2 separate regions of the Sus scrofa genome follow, and region 1 is linked to region 2. A link is a contact called in public Hi-C data. All regions are on one chromosome and are shown on one strand. Each heading gives the region's core, a stretch centred on a gene start, on an enhancer-like site or on the middle of the called end of the contact. The rest is flanking DNA. Distances are from core to core; before and after follow the strand shown.

Region 1 (3,608 bases), core at 551-3,050, 73 kb before region 2:
AAACCCCAAACAAAACGAAAAGACAACCCATAGAATGGGAGAAAATCTTTGCAAGTGAATCAACGGACAAGGGATTAATCTCCAAAATTTATAAACACCTTCTGCAGCTCCAAACCAAAAAAACAAACAACCCCATCCAAAAATGGGCAGATGATCTAAACAGACAGTTCTCTAAAGAAGACATACGGATGGCAAAAAAACACATGAAAAGATGTTCAACATCACTCATTAGTAGAGAAATGCAAATCAAAACCACTATGAGGTACCACCTTACACCAACCAGAATGGCCATCATGAAAGAGTCTGCAAACAATAAGTGCTGGATAGGGAGTGGAGAAAGAGGAACCCGAGTACACTGTTGGTGGGATTGTAAATTGGTGCAACCACTCTGGAAAATAGTATGGAGATGCCTCAGAAAACTAAAAATAAGAAAACTAAAAATAGAACTACCATTTGACCCAGCAAGCCCACTCCTGGGCATCTATCTATCCAGAGAAAACCACTACTCGCCAAGACACATGTACTCTGATGTTCATTGCAGCACTATTTACAATAGCCAAGACATGGAAACAACCTCAATGTCCATCGACAGAGGAGTGGATCAAGAAGATGTGGTACATATACACAATGGAATATTACTCAGCCATCAAAAAGAATGAAATACCGGCATTTTTAGCAACATGGATGGACCTAGAAATTATCATGACTTCACTTATGAAGTCAGCCATACAATGAGACACCAACATCGAATGCTTTCACTGACATGTGGAATCTGAAAAAAGGACAGACTGAACTTCTTTGCAGAACAGATGCTGACTCATAGACATTGAAAAACTTATGGTCTCCGGAGGAGACAGTTTGGGGGGTGGGCGGATGTGCTTGGGTTATGGGATGGAAATCCTGTGAAATTGGATTGTTATGATCATTATAGAACTACAGATGTGATAAACTCATATAAGTAATTAAAAAATAAAATAAAATAAATAAAAATAAGTAAATATGATGCCAATGAAATTATAGAGAAGTTTGAAAACAAAAAATCAAAAGAAAATAAAATTATCCATATTTCTACCAGTCAAAGAGAGCCATTGTTGATGTTTGGGGGTGTACTGTTCTTTTCTTGCTAGGGGTCAAATTGGAGCTGCAGCTGTCAACCTATACCACAGCCACAGCAGCTAGGGGTCCAAGCCATGTCTGCCACAATGCCGGATCCTTTAACCCAATGAGCACGGCCAGGGATCAAACCCACATGCACATGGATACTAGTCAGGTTCATTACCACTGAGCCACAATGGGAACTCCTGTACTGTTCTAAATATTTTTCCTTTGTGAAAATATCCTTTTCATGTTTTACCCAAATGGATTTACTGTATGTACAGTTTTTTATTTAAACTATTTTTTACTTAATAAATTGTAGATACATTCTAAAAAAAAAAGTTATCAATCTTTTTAAATCCTTGTAAATTCAAGGCTGAGAGCTGTAGGAAGCAGGAACTAAGTGATTCTCTAAGTTCTGGCCAATGCTGGGGAGTGCTGGTGCCCACAATGGGTGATATTCTCTAATTACACTGCCAGTCAATGCAGGTTGAGTAGTGGTTTGACAGAGAAGTGCGGTCTTATGATCGCAGGCAGAGCCAGGGCTTCCTTTGACCCCTGGAGCTGGGTCACACACTTTCCTATTTATCCTACTAGCCAGCTGTTCAGGGCGCAGACGACCTGCGTCCACGCCCACAGGCAGGAAGGAGGAGGAGGAAGGGGAGACATGCGTGGGGCAGCACTGAGTGAGCTGGAGCCAGGTGGGGTGAAATGTGGAACAGATGCCAGGGCTGGTTATTATTAGGGCCCTTGGTAAACAGGAGAGCTGCTTACACAGGGATGAAATCAGCTGTTTTTGTCCTGGGGCCTGAGCCAAAGATGCCTCTGCTTCTCTTCCCAACCTGATGTGACTCTGAAACTTGGAAACTGCGTCCTCTGCTTCTAGTTTCATCACCCTCAGTGGACTTGCTGAAGCCAGATACATAATAAAAATAACAGGGAGTTCCCGTTGTGGCTCAGTGGGTTATGAACCTAACTAGCATCCATGAGAATGCACATTTGATCCCTGGCTTCGCTCAGGGGGTTAAGGATCCAGTGTCACTGTGAGCTGTGGTGTAGGTCGCAGATGCAGCTTGGATCCTGGGTTGCTGTAGGGGAGCAGCTGCAGCTTCGATTCAACCCCTAGCATGGGAACTTCTATATGTCACAGGTGTGGCTCTAAAAAGCAAAAAATTATATATTAAAATTCAAAAAAAAATAATAGCAATTGTAACCACCACCTAGGAACAGTTCTTGGATTTTACACACGTAAACTCCATTTTCTTTACAACTACCCTCTGAGGGGGGGTGACGTGGCTGTTACTCCTTTTTTTTTTTTTTTTGTCTTTTTAGGGCCACACCCGAGGCATATGGAGGTTCCCAGGGCCTAATTGGACCCATAGCGGCTTGCCTACACCAGAGCCACAGCAACACCAGATCTGAGCTGCATCTGCGACCCTCACCACAGCTCATGGCAACACCAGATCCTTAACCCACTGATCGAGGCCAGGGATCGAACCCACAACCTCATGGCTCCCAGTCGGACTCGTTTCCATTGTGCCACAACAAAAACTGTTACTGTTTTAAAGATGATGATTTTGAAGCCCAAAGAGTTTCGGTCACTGCCCAAGGCCCCCCAGCTGGAGAGTGGCAGAGATGGCATTTGAACTGTCCCTAACCATGCTGCTGCACTGCTTTGTTTTCGTGCCAGCCAAACCTCTCCAGTCATTTCGGTTCCTGGCTGCTTCTGGTCATGGTTCTCGCCGTTTCATTGCGACCCACATTACCCGTCCCTCTGCCACCTGCCTGAGTGTCCCCTTGGTCAGTGCTTCTCAATCTCAAATGTGCATACAGATCACTGGGGGAATCTCATGACCCAGACATTTTGATTCAGGAGGCCAGGGGTCTGAAATACTGCATTTCTAAGCTCCCAGGTGGTGCCAGTTCTGCCAGTCCAGAGGCCAAGCTTTGATATGAAAACTCAGTAACCCCTGATGGGGAATGAGAGACACCAGCTGTTTCCCTCCCTGACAGGGGCGCACACTTACCGGGCTGCCTCCAAGACAGGACCCCTTCTGGATCTACCTGACACACAACTATGGAAACGCTCTATTTGTCAAAAACCCACACTCCCAGTTGTTGCCCCGTGCCTTCTTCTGCTGCTTCCAATTTCCCCTCTCTCCGGCCTCCCCTTCCCCTTTCCACACCTCCTTTCTTTGACCTATAACAGCTTCGTTCAGTAACCTTCACTACAGTTCTTGTTATTGGGCTTCTCACGAAACAAACGCAGCTTGTGTTTCTTGCTTCCCAGAGATTCTGTATTTATCATAATAACGTCTGCACACAATTTTGAACCAGTCTGAAGGCTGCTCACTGCTGTGGGATGCGTGTACAACACAAAAGAGGAGAAACATGTGGGACGAGAATTAGGAAAAAAAGCTCAGAAGAACATTCTGTACTTTATATTTTATTTACCAGGGGCCTTGATTATTTATTATGACTATTCTTAGTCTTCCCTGTAATCACAAGAGAAA
Region 2 (3,622 bases), core at 816-3,315:
GAAAATAGCCAAGAGAGAAGTGTAAAAAGAGCAGAGAGATTAGCTTGATTGAGCTAAGGTCCAGAGGTGAGCTCCAGCACGAAAGACTCAGGAAGTGGAAGGTCTGGGCTGGTCACTAAGCACCTTGTGCAACGTGAAGGGATTTGCCCTTGATCTCGAGGGCAGTGAGGAGTCAGCAGAGACTTTTATGGAGGGAAGGGTCATGATAAGTGTCCCTTACACTGGTCACTCTGGTGGCTGTGTGGAGGTGGGCAGGGCAAGAGGCACGAAGACCAGGTGAGGAATCCAGAGGTGCTGGTGGCCTGCATTACGTCTGCATCACAGGGATGGAGAAAAGGAGCCAGAGTCCAGAGTCATCACTCGGGAAGGATCAACAGGAGTTTGTGATTGAATGGCCGTTGAGATCAAGGAAGAGGGAAAGTTCCTGGGGCAGGGAGTTCGCTGCCAGCACATGGTAACCAAACGGATGCCAGGGGATGAGATGACTGGTGGATGGACTTCCTCTTGGGTGCAGAGGGTAGGACCAGACTCCCCGGTAGCCTGTAGCCCCAGCTGAAGGGTCCTAGCTCCTCTGTACCTCCTGATCAGGAAGTGGTGCTGTGAGGCAGCTCTACTCCAGAATAACAGTCCAGGGTCTGTAGATAGTTGTTTAAAAATTAGGCTTGAAAAAAAAAGGTTAGAAGGTCTATTTTTATTTGCATATTTGGATTTCTGAAAATGAGAACTAAAACTGTTAGATCTCCAAATGCCTCATCCTAGAACAGCCTGACTTGTGTATGTTCAGGCTGTGGGGAACATTGTGTCTGGCCTGACAGGGGTGAGTTTGTTTTCTCTGAAAATACTTCCTGTCCCTCTTTGGGATCTCAGGCCCTCTGTTCTCCTACATAAAGATGGCAGCAGCAGGAGGAAGGCAGGGCCAGTTCTGGCCGTCCTTGAGATTCAGATGTGGTAATGAAATGCTGGTACCCTGGCTGCTGATACCACGTTTGGAGGAGGCAGGAGGAGGGTGAGGGCTGGGCGAAGGAGCCCTCTGTGGACCTGGAAACCTGACTACTAACTTGAGGTTTAGCAGCCACATTGGAGAAGGTACCTTTAGGAGACTGCAAAGCTGAAATCGTACTGGAATGATAGGGTTTAGGATTATCCATGAGACAAACAACCTGCTAGATTTGAACCCACCCACTAGATTTTGATTAGTGTTTCTCCCAGAAACCACTATCAATCAGATGGACAGGTGTAGTGATGGCACAGGGTGGCAGGGTCACAAAGAGCAGGAGGACATGCACTTCATTCCATTTGGGCTGGACTGCCACCCCCTCCCCCAAACCATACTGAAACCTGATCAGCTCATTTGTTGGAACAGCAAATGGGTATGCAAAAGCTTTCATAATTTATCAAGACAGGACAGACACCTCCTGGCCCTTGGCCCAGTTACTACTCTTCGTAATCTTCCTGGTTCGCTTGAGATTTTCAGCCTTTGCCTGGCTGGGGGATGGGCTCATTTGCATGACTTCTGCTACTTTGCATCCTTTCAGGATCCAGGTTATTCCATTAGAAGCTTGCTCTAGGAGAACTGAGTTAAGAGTAGCTTTGTGTGGAACCCAACAAATTGTCACACCCAACAATGATGTTAAGAAAGAACAGGAGCAAACTTTGACATGACATTTCAGTTTTTCCTGTGTGTAGGGAGACCGGGAGACGTGTTTGGTGGATATATTTGCTATGGGAAAAGGGTTCAGTAGTGATCTCTCTCTTTCTTTTCTTTTCTTTTCTTTTCTTTTTTTTTTTTTTTTTTTTTGCCTTTTGTCTTTTTAGGGCCGCACCTGCAGCATATGGAGGTTCCCAGGCTAGGGGTCTAATCGGAGCTGCAGCTGCCGGCCTATGCCAGAGCCACAGCAATGCCAAGTCTGAGCTGCGTCTATAACCTACACCACAGCTCACAGCAACGCCAGATCCTCACCCCACTGAGTGAGGCCAGGGATCGAACCTGCAACCTCATGGTTCCTAGTCGGATTAGTCTTTGCTGTGCCATGATGGGAACTCTTTTTTTTTTTTTTTTTCCTCTTGATTATATTATTAGTAAAGTTGCCAATAATCAGGATTGACATAGAATAAAAGACTCAGTGAATATCTGAAAGTCTTCTTTCTTATCTCTGTATCCTGTAACCGTGGTAACAAGACTTTCTTAGGGTTGTAGATTTTTAAGAAAGCAAATTACGGATGCATTGTTGACATATATTGCAGATGGCGTAGAATTAACCGTCATGGTATAATATGGTCTGCAGTGTGCAAGTGACTATGTCCTCAGATGTCCTTTTGCCTAAAACCTGTGAAGCTGCTGTCCCCTTAGCCATGAAGTTATTTGATCTTTTCTACCTCAGAGGAGAGGATTGATGGATACCTTACTAGTATCAGGTGAGAGAGCGCCCTCTAGTGGAAAATCATCAGGGCTGACAGTGGCACAGGAAAAAAAAAAAAAAAGGCAGAGGTCAAAGAAGAAATGTTCAATTTAGCCCAGCAAGTTGAACTTCGTCACCTAAACCTGCTGTGACTTAGAGCCTCCTGCTGATATGGAAGATGTTTATCAGCAAGTCTGTCATGTGGAATTGTCAAGAATGCACTGAGGCTTGTGCTCAGTAAAGTATGCAAACTAAAATCATGATTCCAAGGATATGCACCATTCCTCAGAGCCCTGACCTGAAAGGCGTGGGATGGGCAAGGTCAGGGAGCCAGGGATGCATTTTGGCAATAAATTTAAAAATCGAGCAGATGAGATGTATAACTCCACCCCCACTCAAGGACGTCAGAGATAGATAGGGTTCCAGTTGCTTCTTTAAACAGAAGAATGCAGTTCATTATATTGTTTACCTTGTAGCTAGAAAAAAAATTACAAATCACTTTCACCCCCTAATTCCTGACCATAATATGTGCCTGAGATTATAATGCCAGATTTTTACAAAAAAATTTATGCTCAGAGTTCTCCTGAGTGCAGCGGGTTAAGGATCTGGCTTAAAACCTCAGCTGTGGTGCAGGCCACAGCTGTGGTGAGGGTTCCATCCCTGGCCCAGAAACTTGCACATGCCACAGGTGTGGCCAAAAAAAAATTCATACTCTTGGGTAAGATGTTATTTCTGTTGGCTCTTTATTCCTGTTATTAATTATTTGTAAATTTGGGAGGAGACTTTAAAGATCTTAAAATTTTGCAGCTTAAAATGATTTATTGGCTAATGCTAAAATCATGTTGTGTGGGAACTAGCCCGTTGTAAATATGCAGTCCTATGCACATTCCTAAAAAAAGGTATATCATTGGGGAGTTCAATTCATTGGTGGCTCACCGGGTTAAAAATCCTGTTTTGTCACTACTGTGGCAGTGCAGCCAAGAGAAAAAAAGGTATATCATTTCGGTTGGGGCCTCTTGCTCATAGCTCTGTCATTGCCCATCATCCATGAGCCCCTCTCAAGGGCTCAAAAAGCATGTTTCCAGGCAACAATAAACTGATTTTGAAGCTTGTGCCCTTCAAAGCCGGTGTAAGATGCATTACCAGCGCAGTAGAGTCAGCCAGTGAAAATGCAAACTCAGCACCTTTTAGCTAAAACCACAATTGCCTTTTCCAGTTTCCAG

The links. A called contact is a pair of places that touch in the nucleus more often than the background predicts.
Region 1: a contact with region 2 is called in a Hi-C map of skeletal muscle, with 6 times the contacts expected there. The contact joins the enhancer-like site here to the promoter of WIPF3 in region 2. A contact is called at or near these places in 4 of 47 Hi-C or Micro-C datasets (embryonic fibroblasts, psoas muscle and skeletal muscle) and 1 of 2 datasets of contacts at active chromatin or transcription factors (skeletal muscle).

Annotation. Positions count from the first base shown.
Region 1 is chr18:43,095,918-43,099,525 of Sscrofa11.1, reverse strand. No RefSeq gene overlaps it. Among named protein-coding and RNA genes, the nearest start is that of WIPF3, 73 kb to the right of the region's middle. Within about 2 kb of position 1,800, at least 3 of the 83 cell types and tissues checked have an H3K27ac peak or open chromatin away from gene starts, as enhancers often do. A contact at or near this core is called in skeletal muscle, where this site is marked.
Region 2 is chr18:43,023,620-43,027,241 of Sscrofa11.1, reverse strand. WIPF3 (WAS/WASL-interacting protein family member 3) reads left to right here and starts at 2,065. Exons shown (of 8, transcript XM_021078574.1): 1 at 2,065-3,622.